Linked DNA regions of Hordeum vulgare: region 2 is linked to region 1. A link is a contact called in public Hi-C data. All regions are on one chromosome and are shown on one strand. Each heading gives the region's core, a stretch centred on a gene start, on an enhancer-like site or on the middle of the called end of the contact. The rest is flanking DNA. Distances are from core to core; before and after follow the strand shown.

The links. A called contact is a pair of places that touch in the nucleus more often than the background predicts.
Region 2: a contact with region 1 is called in a Hi-C map of seedling, with 4 times the contacts expected there. The contact joins the promoter of LOC123411626 here to the promoter of LOC123407292 in region 1. A contact is called at or near these places in 2 of 6 Hi-C or Micro-C datasets (leaf and seedling).

What each region holds. Positions count from the first base shown.
Region 1 is chr7H:110,373,884-110,379,431 of MorexV3_pseudomolecules_assembly, forward strand. LOC123407292 (condensin complex subunit 3) reads left to right here and starts at 2,429. Exons shown (of 12, transcript XM_045100398.1): 1 at 2,429-2,809; 2 at 3,243-3,446; 3 at 3,533-3,678; 4 at 3,794-4,059; 5 at 4,352-4,437. The coding sequence starts at 2,429.
Region 2 is chr7H:110,968,792-110,974,188 of MorexV3_pseudomolecules_assembly, forward strand. It overlaps LOC123411626 (signal recognition particle 9 kDa protein), which reads right to left and starts at 1,256. Exons shown (of 4, transcript XM_045104590.1): 1 at 1,032-1,256; 2 at 861-929. The coding sequence starts at 1,103.

The DNA.
Region 1 (5,548 bases), core at 1,179-3,678:
CTTTCACCAGTAACCTGCCGCAGAACCCAACGATTTCCTCCCTCAACCACGAAAGCCTCCATGGTCATTTTTTTCCATTCATCGGTGCACCAAACACCGCTCGGATGCACCTTATAACTGTCGTATACTCTACATTAACCATGTCTCTCACTACAATCGTAGTCATCCCGCACCTAGACACATGCATCCACACCAGAAGGACCCTCACGTACGATGTGCCCATAAAACACTAACAATTTTTCCATAGTACCTAACGAGCAGTCATATTTACATTGTTAGTCCATTAAAAATCATATTATTATATTTATATTCTAATAACAACATCCATTACTTATTTTTTTTACATATAACAATTTAACAAATATTCACAGATGACTGTACATCTACGCATAATAATTTATATTGTACCATCATATTATTATATTTATATTGTAATAACATCCATTATTTATCTTTTTTTACATATAACAATTTAACAAATACTCACAGACGACTATACATCTATGCATAATAATTTATATTATACCATTTGTCGCGACACTACATCTATAAAATAAATACAAGATAAATTACAATATGTCATTAGTACCTCTGGTTTAATAAGGATATCCTTACGAATACAAAATATCACCAGTATAATATCAGCGAATTCGATCAATTATCATATGAACAAAAATATTACACACATAATTATTTCCGTGCTAGCAAAAGTTTTAAAATACATATTACATGCATATATATATCATGAGTCATATATCTACGGGGTTGACAAATTATCACATAAACAAATATATTACACACGCGTCTTGCATGTAATAATACTAATAGAGTTAACATATTATTACATGTTTAACAAAAATGCTAGTTACACACACATTTTTTCGACTGCTTTCTAAATACCAGTTGCATGCAAACACGAACAAATCACCGGTAATATATGAACAGAGTCGACCTATTATCACATGAACACAAATATGAACATAGTCTCATACCTTGATCTTCAATTTAGTAGTTCATATCGCATGACAAAATAGTTTCACAAAAGTGATAATACATTCCCTAAGACAAAAGATAAATACATATACTTAGAAACTAATCAAACAAAAAAAAACATCATGCATGCAAACACGACCAACAGAAATGGAAAGCTCTTACCTTGATCTATCTTTTTTTCAACTACAACGTCTTTAAAATAGTTTCACAAAAGTGACAATACACTCCCTAAGACAAAAGAAAACACATACTTAGAAACTAATCAAACAAAATAAAACATCATGCATGCAAACATGACCAACAGAAATGAAAAGCTCTTACCTTGATCTATCTTTTTTCCAACTACAACGTCTTCAAAATCTAACTTTAAACCATCCAAAATCGCAACTTAAACCTTCATATGGAGTAGTTCTTGAGAAGAGAGTGAGAAAGAGAAAGAGAATAGAGTGACATAGAAGGCGACGGCAGGAGAAGAGAGTGAGAGAGGAGGCAGCGACGCAGTTCGTTTATAAAGAAGAAGTTTCACACTGTTTCATCGGTGAAGAGCGGGAAATTTGTGCCACTGTTCCGTCAATGGAGACTGTCTCAACGTAGAAATCAACGACCCTGGAAATCAGCGCAGTCAGTGGAAATCAACGCCGCAACAGTACCGGCCGCTTCCTCCCGAGGTGGCAGGTCCCGCCTGGCCGCCAGCTGCCGAGGCGACAGGGCCCACACCTCTGTCGCCGTTACGTTGCCGCGACGCTGGAACGGAAACGTGCGTCGGCCGCCTGGGCTCGTGGCGGCAGGCTTGTCGGCCGCCTGTGCTCGTGGCGGCAGGCCCTAGCCGCCTCGGGCGGTGGCGACAGGTGGCATGTGTCGACTGACTCGCCTGCCGCCACGGGAGGTGGGGGTCTTTTCCATAGATTTCATCCACATGTGGTCCTTTCTGACAAATGCACTCGGCTAAGGGTCCTTTTGGACAAAACTTTGAAAGAGAGGAAGAGGACGGATCGAGAGAAGAGGGAATAAGATTTCTGTGATGGGAAACGAAAGACACGTGATAAGGCTGCGAGTGGTGAGGCACATGCGGGACACGCGTCATAAGAAGGAGGCAGCTTATGAGCGCGTATTATCAGCCGGTTGAAACAAAGTGATTTTTTAAAGATAAAAGGGCGTTGAGATTTCAGGAAAAAGAAAGTGATTGGTTCTAGCAGCGCCGCGGGCCATTTTGGGCCTGCCAGCCATCCGCCAGCCTTGTGAAGTTTGAGCCCATGAGAATCTCCACACGGAAAGCGGGAAGCTCAAAAACACACGCGCTCTCCACTAGGTGGGAGCACGTCTGCCGTCGGCCGGATCCGCTCCGCATTTCGCCTTCCCTCTCGTCAAATTCAAAATCTCTCCCCCCAAATCCAAATCCCCCCCTCCTCCCCCCCCCCCTCTCCCCTGCCGCACCATGTCACCCGCCGCGGCCGTCTCCAGCGACGACGAGACGAGGCGCCTCGCGCGCGAGGCGGCGCGCGTGTTCGACGAGTGCCGCGCCTCCCTCGCCGTGCACCCGCGCAAGCTCCGGGAGCTCGCGGCGGTCCGCGCCTCCGCGTCTGGCGGCCGCTTCCTCCCGGCCTTCTGCAACGCCATCACCCCGCTCTTCGAGGTCCCCCGCCGCTCCCCGGCCTCCGACCGCGTCACACGCTTCGCCGTGGCCTTCGCCTCCTCCTCCGCCTCCGCGGGCGCGGACGGCACCGGGTTCCTCGAGGGTTTCCTCCGCTTCCTCCTCGTCGCCTCCGCCGCAGCGCTCCGACCCGCGCGCTTCCGTGCCTGCCAAATCATCTCTGAGGTGAGTGTTCGGCAAGCTGTGAGAAGATTTCTCTCAACTTGATAAGAAGAGTACTTCACTTTCCTCTAGATGCGTGATTTCGTTTTGCCTAACTTCAGTTTTCATTAGAGATTTAGAGTATTCGAGGAACTTGTATAATTGCTGTTGCAAACGTGGTTAATGATGTGTTCCATTCTGTGCCTGTTAGCCTTAACCTAACTTCGATCTGGCTACCTCAATTAGTCCCAGTAAAACGTTAGTTAAAAGTTAAAACCCCTGTGATACCTGCTGCCCCCATGCAGCTTTGGTTACAGTGATTTGATCCATTTCTTTCTGCTTTTTAAATTGCCTGTGAAGAAGAACGTAATTTGAGCTATTCTTAATTCAGGTAGTGTCAAGACTACCACTTCCACATAAATTACTTACTTGCTGACATTGGCAATTTTTCTCGTAGATCATAATGCAAGTACCGGATGATGCCGAGGTGAGTAGTGAGATTTGGGATGAAGTGATTGATGGCATGAAGATTCGGGTTCAGGATAAGATTCCTGCAATTCGGGTTTTTGCTGTCCGTGCATTGTCTCGTTTTGCGATTGACGAAGAGGATGGTGGCATCATCGGTATCTTTCTTGAGACTCTAGAAAAAGAACAAAACGCTGTATGTTAGATCAACTCAGTACCCTTAATATTTCTTTTACATTCCTTGTTATTACATCTGATGGAGTTTTTGTTTGATTTGAGAAGGAGGTCCGAAAGACAATTATTTTGTCTCTTCCACCATCAAGTGCTACACTGGAGTCAATCATTGAATCAACAATTGATACTAGCGAATCAGTTCGGAGGGCAGCATATTTTGTGCTTTCAACTAAATTTCCCCTCCAAAGTCTTAGGTGAGCAATTCTTTCCACTGGAAGTAGAGAAGCCAGTTGACCAATACCTACATATGAAATGCACAACTGGTTTACCAACACCATGTGAGAGAATTGATGGCTTCTTTTGGTTCAGCATCAAGCAGAGGACAACTCTCCTTCACAGAGGCATCTCAGATAGGTCTCCATCTGTGAACAATGAATGCTTGAGGATGCTGAAGGAGGAGTGGCTTGTAAAGCATTGTGGTGGAGATGTCATCGCCCTTCTCAGGTTTCTTGATGTCGAGACTTATGAGTCAGTTGGAGAATCCGTGATGGGGGTGCTTCTGAAGGATGGTGCTGTGCGAGTGCAAGATGGGCAAACTATCATGCAGTACTTTACTGAAAATACCGAGGATGCTGGTAAATCAGAACAAAATCACATGCCTTTTATGTTGCAGATTTCCGTGAAGTTCAATATGATCATGCTGAAAACTGAATTTCCGAGAAGGAAGCATGTGGTTGCAGTTGCACTTGAATGAAATAAGTAATCCTGAAACAAAACAATGAAAGTGACAAACCCAACGACTAAATTGTATTTTTCTATTGTCAAATTGATTTTCTATTATCAATTATCAGGTTCATAAAGTTTGTCGTTTCCCATCATAACTTTCCGCTACTGGTAAATATCATCATCCACACTATATTTGTGCAGAACAAGTTTCCAGTATCAAGCTCATGGAGGCTGAGGTTGCTCTTTACTGGAAAGTCATGTGCATGCACTTGCAGGCTGAAGCTCAGGTAAGCATCAGTCGTTTTACCTTTGCTATGCACCACAATTGCTGAACAATTGTTTATGGCACTCCTGCAAGAAGGTAGTGCTGCATGTTTATTTTCGCGATAAAACGTGAAAGCACTTGTGTTTTTTGCAAGTATATATGTGGATTACCTGACCCTTTCCATCAATTTGGACTTTTGGTTGCGTTGGCTAGTGCATGAGGCTTGACATGGTATCAGGGCCCATAGTCTTGAGTTCAAATCCTGACTTTCGCAATTTATCCAAAAATTGTTGCTGGCCCCCCTCTGTATCCATGTATAGGCCTCTTGAGTCATACCTTTGAGTCTATTCACGTGTTGGACGCGAGAGGGGGTGTTGCATTGGCTAGTGCATGAAGCTTAACACGTTTCATTTCATTGGAAAGTTAGAGATGTTCATATACGCAGAGAAAGGTTCAGAAGCCTTGATAGAGGACATCCCAGCACCCGGGCAGTAGCACTCTCAGTCCTAAGGCACCAGCTCTAGCCCAGAGTCTTGCCTCCTTAATTCTGGCCACCATTTACACATCTATTGTGTCAATGTGCCATAATTTTCCTACCTTAGGGCGTGTTTCTTTGTTTCTAGCTTGACTTAGCCAAATCTTGGGCAAAGAGTTCGGCAACGGTTTAGTTGCAACCATGTAGGCATGTACCTGACCTTTATATACTCATTTTTTTATTTGTTGCACCTTTACTCATTTTGTAAATTTGTAGTCATTTTTTACCACAAATGTGATAACCAATTTGCCCACCACAAAGACTGTGGCTTGGCAAACTTGTGGCACCCTTAGTAACTTGTGGTATGCCACGGCTAGGTGATTAGGTGTGCCAAACTTATTGTAGTGAACTAAATAGCCCTTATGTGTTTAGCACATTAAATAACTATTCCTTCCAGGATTTGAACATATGAAAAGAGAAATACATTTACCTTTGTCTCAAAAATACTTCAAAAATAGAGAATTAGTTCATTGCTTTGGATCATTGCAAATATCAGTGGTGTTGAAAAATACCATCAAGTGCCACTGACACGTGTCTACAGGACTCAACTATCAGTATCATCCAATTCATACATTGTGATTGCACCAAATGACTAAAG
Region 2 (5,397 bases), core at 6-2,505, 590 kb after region 1:
TTTTTACAATCCTAGCTGTTCACATCCTAACTAGATAGGATTGTAAAAAAAATATGGATTCAAGATTCTGGGAGAAACTGGATTGAGGGTCGATTCTCAAGATTATGGGAGAATCGGCCAAAAGAACTGGGCCTAAGTAATTTTCTAGATGAAGCGAGGAGAGGGATATCATATACAAGTTTAAGTGGTTTTCAGTCTGTACTATATATTTTCCTGGCTCAAATCCATACAACTAAACATGTACTCTGCAGTCTGTACTATCTGTTTTCCTGGCTACGCATTCATCCAGGAACAGATAAACTTACTAGTGGGCACAAGAGTACTTTCGTCATGCACAACAATGATTTGCTTCAATTAGGAAGGAAAAGCACATATGCCCACCCACACTAGTGTAACTACTGTGAACTAATGCTAACGGCTGCTAAGGCTTTTATGGCAAAATCTCCTGGGTTTATGATATCAAGCAGACATTTCGTTGTAATTGGCATCTCACTATCTTTCTTGACTTGAAAATAAACTTGAGATGAATTCTATGTTTACAGGATGATTGTAAAATCAAAACTCCTCAAAAGAGAGATCAGTTTTGCTTTCTGTTAATGCTGAACGATCTAACTGCTGTAGTATTTTATCGAGCCACTTATACTATACCAAGCTATGCTACGTCACAAAATTCAATACGCAACACTGAACCATCCCACGCAATGCATGACCTACAATAACGCTCGATCGGCTCAATCCCTAGCTGTAACACGCATCTCGTAGTGACACGCGTGATCGGGACCTAAAACACACACTTCCTGATCATGAATTTGGAGTCAATCCCCAAATCTGGGCAAAACAAAGAAGCCTGGGCGCCGTACCTCGCGGTCGTCGGTGACCTTGAGCACGAGCTTCCCGTCGCAGTGCCGGTACTTCATGCAATAGCGAGTCTGCACACATGGGCAACGGATAACGGATTAGATCGAGATGCGGGCAGGGGGAATCGGGCATGGGTGGACGAGGGGGGAAGGAGGGATGGGGTCCCGGCGTACGGTGATGGGGTCGGCGCGGAAGAGCTGCACGGACCGGTCAACGAACTCGTCCCAGGAGTCGAAGTACACCATCGCTGCGGCGGCGCTGGCCGGAGGCTAGGGCTTCGCCGCGGTGTGGCGTGGTCTCGTCGGGATCTGGGGGGTTTGCTGGGAGGAGTCTGCCGCGGTTTGAATAGGGCTGCGTTCGCTAGACTGCTCCCTTGGGTCCGGTTCGGGGCTGAACTTGTGTTTGGAAGGGCGACGGGTAGGGCTTTAGGCTGTGTTTGCGTTTGGTTCCGCTTTTCTTACAAACTTCTGTTTTAAAAAAGCTAAGAGCAACTTTAACATGCCGATCCAAACGGTCACGTATTTTATTCGCTTTTTGTTTATTTGAGTCGGTTAGACCAACATGCGCACCCGCATTTTTATAAGGACTTGAGCGCCTAACGAAAGGCGGACCCAGATTTACCTATATAGAAAAAAACAGATTTCACAGAAATAAACATAATTAAACATAATGGCAGGTTAACCGCCGGTCAAAATCCACTTAAACCTAATTAAACATTAAATAAAACATAAAAAAGTCGGTGCCCCCACGTTGCCCTAGACGTCGTCGGCGTTGCCCTTGCCCTTGACGTCGCCATCGTCGTTGGTGAGGTCGATGAAGACGGGAGTCGGGCCAGTCCACCCGAACGCCGCTTGGTACGCTGCAAGGGTAGCCTCCTCCGGCGTCTGCTGGGGCACCGACATTGCGGCTCGCTGGGCGCGCTCCTCCTTCTCCCCCCTCCTCCTCCTCAAGTTGCAGTGCCTCCGCGTCGCAGCGCACCTGCTGCTCCCGAAGCAACTCCAACAGGACGACCCCAAATGGACAGTGTTTTTGTCCGTTTTTTGTTCGTTTGGGTCGTCCGTCGGCCTGTCTGTGTCTATTTTTTTAAATGGATTGACACGTGCATCCAACGGAAAGCAAGTGTGCAACAACATTGTGGTATTGAAATAATAGGAGAGAGGCGGGTGGGATAGGCGAGCGAATTAAATAAACACACATAGGTAAGTGCATGGTTGTGTGACAAGTAGCCAGGCCGGACACATGCAGACACCGAGGAGACGCGCGCGTCCGCGCCGACACATTTCAGTCCCAAATTTGAGCTAGAAATGGGTCGGCACGGACGCGAAGCGGACACATTTTGGCAATGGGTTCGTGCGTTGGGCCATCACTTTTTCCGTCCGGACCCAAACTGATGTCGGCGGATGAAATGGGTCGCCCCATTGGGGTTTCTCTTGGAGCATCTCGACCCGCGCCCCCAACAGGCCCTTCGAGGTCATTTTTTTCGCCAGCGAGGGAAAAACGTTTCAGTCGCGTCTCCAAGAGCCGTTTTTTCGCTGGTTAGGGCCGAAATTGGCTCCGGCGGTCCCAGCCCGAACCGACCGCATTGGGGAGGGGGGCACCTGGGGACGCCGGCGAAGGAAAAACGACGCGACATGCCCCGTGTCAGGCGAAAAAAGGCCTTTTCTTCTCCGGAACCGCCCCTAGCGAACCACGCCTTTAGCCACCGTGCCGATTCCGGTGCCGCCCACCTGCCTACCGCCGCTACAAAAGGCCATCTCCCTGTTGACGGTCGTAAGGTTCGTCGCGGCTTCGCTCCCTCCCCCGTCCCCCGCTTCTTAGCGAGTTTTCTTGGCGCTCCGGGCACGTACGCGGCCGCGTGTCCGCCACGCTCGCCAGGTGTTTGGCGATTTGCCTGGGCGATGGACTCCGATGATGAGGAGGCGTTCACGACGCTACTAGAGGAGAAAGCTGATGCTGACGCCCAGGATGAAGAGGACCTCATGGTCCTCACCTCTCTGACCGACCTGTTCACGAGCAATGCAAAGCGACGGCGAGGTGGCTCTGTTGGTGAACGTTGCATAGGAAACGAAAAATTTCCTACACACACGAAGACCTATCATGATGATGTACATCCACGAGGGGAGATTTGGATCTACGTACCCTTGTAGATCGCACAACAGAAAGCGTTAAGAAACGCGTTTGATGTAGTGGAACATCTTCACGTCCCTCGAACCGCTCCACGAACCGTCCCACGAATCATCCCGCGATCCGTCCCACGATCCGTTCCGATCTAGTGCCGAACGGACGCTACCTCCGCGTTCAGCACACGTACAGCTCGACGATGATCTCGACCTTCTTGATCCAGCAAGCAAGAGGGAGAAGTAGATGAGTTCTCTAGCAGCGTGACGGCGCTCCGGTGGTGGTGATGATCTACTCCTGCAGGGCTCCGCCCGAGCTCCGCAGAAATCCGATCTAGAGGTAAAACTATGGGGTCTAGGGTTGAGTTGCATGTGGCAAAAGTTGTCCCAAATCAGCCCTAAAACACCACTATATATAGGAGGGAGGGGGAGGGGCTTGCCTTGAGGGCCAAGCCCTCAAGGGGTGCGCCGGCGCTATGGAGGAGGAGGACTCCTCCTCCAATTCGGTTTTGGAAGGAGGAGTCCTCCTCTTCCTTCCCACCTCCCAATTTCCCTTTTTCTTTTTCTTTTCTTTTGGTATTTCTTTAAGTGGCGCCATGGGGCCCTTGGGCTGACTCCACCGGCCCACTAGGGACTTGTGGTGCCACCCTATGGCCTTGGGATCACTCCCGGGTGGGTGGGCCCCTCCCGGTGAACTCCCGGAACCCATTTGTCACTCCCGGTGCACTATCGGAATTGCCCGAAACTTTCCTGTAACCAAATGAAACCATCATATATATCAATATTCATTTCCGGACCATTCCGGAAACCCTCGTGACGTCCGTGATCTCATCCGCGACTCCAAACAACATTCGGTAACCACACATATAACTCAACTATACTAAAACATCATCGAACCTTAAGTGTGCACACCCTGCGGGTTCAAGAACTATGTAGACATGCCCCGAGGCACTCCTTGTTCAATATCCAATAGCGGGACCTAGATGCCCATATTGGATCCTACATATTCTCCGAAGATCTTATCTGTTGAACCTCAATGCCAAGGATTCATATAATCCCGTATGTCATTCCCTTTGTCCTTCGTTATGTTACTTGCCCGAGATTTGATCGTCGATATCCGCATACCTATTTCAATCTCGTTACCGACAAGTCTCTTTACTCGTTCCGTAATATAAGATCCCGTGACTTACACTTAGTCACATTGCTTGCAAGGCTTGTGTGTGATGTTGTATTACCGAGTGGGCCTCGAGATACCTCTCCGTCACACGGAGTGACAAATCCCAGTCTTGATCCATACTAACTCAACGGACACCTTCGGGGATACCTGTAGAGCACCTTTATAGTCACCCAGTTACGTTGTGACGTTTGATGCACACAAGGTATTCCTCCAGTGCCAGTGAGTTATATGATCTCATGGTCATAGGAACAAATACTTGACACGCATAAAACAATAGCAATAAAACGACACGATCAATATGCTACATTCATAGTTTGGGTCTAGTCCTGTCGGTGAATACTCACAACATAAGCCATGGGTAGGCTAAAGATGGTGGGAACCGAAGTGGCACCGGAGGACGCTGGGAACGAGGTTGGTACAAGCATGGAACACATGATGTACCCAGGTTCAGGGCTCTCCGTAGAGATAATACCCCTAATCCTGCCGGAGTGTATGATGTATGAATGGAACTACAAAGTGCTCCTGGAGCTGTATGCGGATGAGGAAGAAGGAGCTGCCGGCTCGCGTCTGCCTCTCCTATGCGGTTGGTGTGTGTGCTAAGTTGACTGCCCCTCTGCATGGAGGGGGGGCGTGGGGTTTTATAGACGAACCCACCGACCTACAATATGGATAAAAGTACAAGAGTGGGACCCGGCTGACAGCCTCGTCGGCTGGCCAGGGGGCCCACGGGGGTCTTGTCTTGTCGCTGGAGGGGCCCGCCGGCTGCGAGGTCCCGTCTGGCTATGGGACCCGCCGACTAGCCAATAAGGATCTCGTGTAAGGTTGACGCAGGATACGTGTTGTACGTCCGGCGTCGTCCAGCGAGATTCGTCATGGGCAGGCGGTACAGTCGTCTCCACTGTTCCCACACCGAGTGCAATAATGGAGTGGGAGTTTGACGGCCGACACTGTGCAGGGTGATGGATCAGAGCCGGAGGAGGTCAGCGGTGTGGCCGCCGATGCTGGTACCTGCCGTGCATTCCGATCCAGTACCTTTGCTGACGTGTAGCCACCTTTAACCGTAGGGTCTCGTAACGACCTACGGTCTGATGTCACTTGAGATCCCCAGCCGGCCTGGGCACGGCCGCCTCGTCCCTAGCCGACTGGCTTGGCCTAGGCGGCTAGGGGGAGGCAACCGTCTCGTCTCTAGTCGGCAGGTGCTTCCTGGCCGGCCAGAGAGTTGGCCGCCTCGCCCCCTAGCCGGTA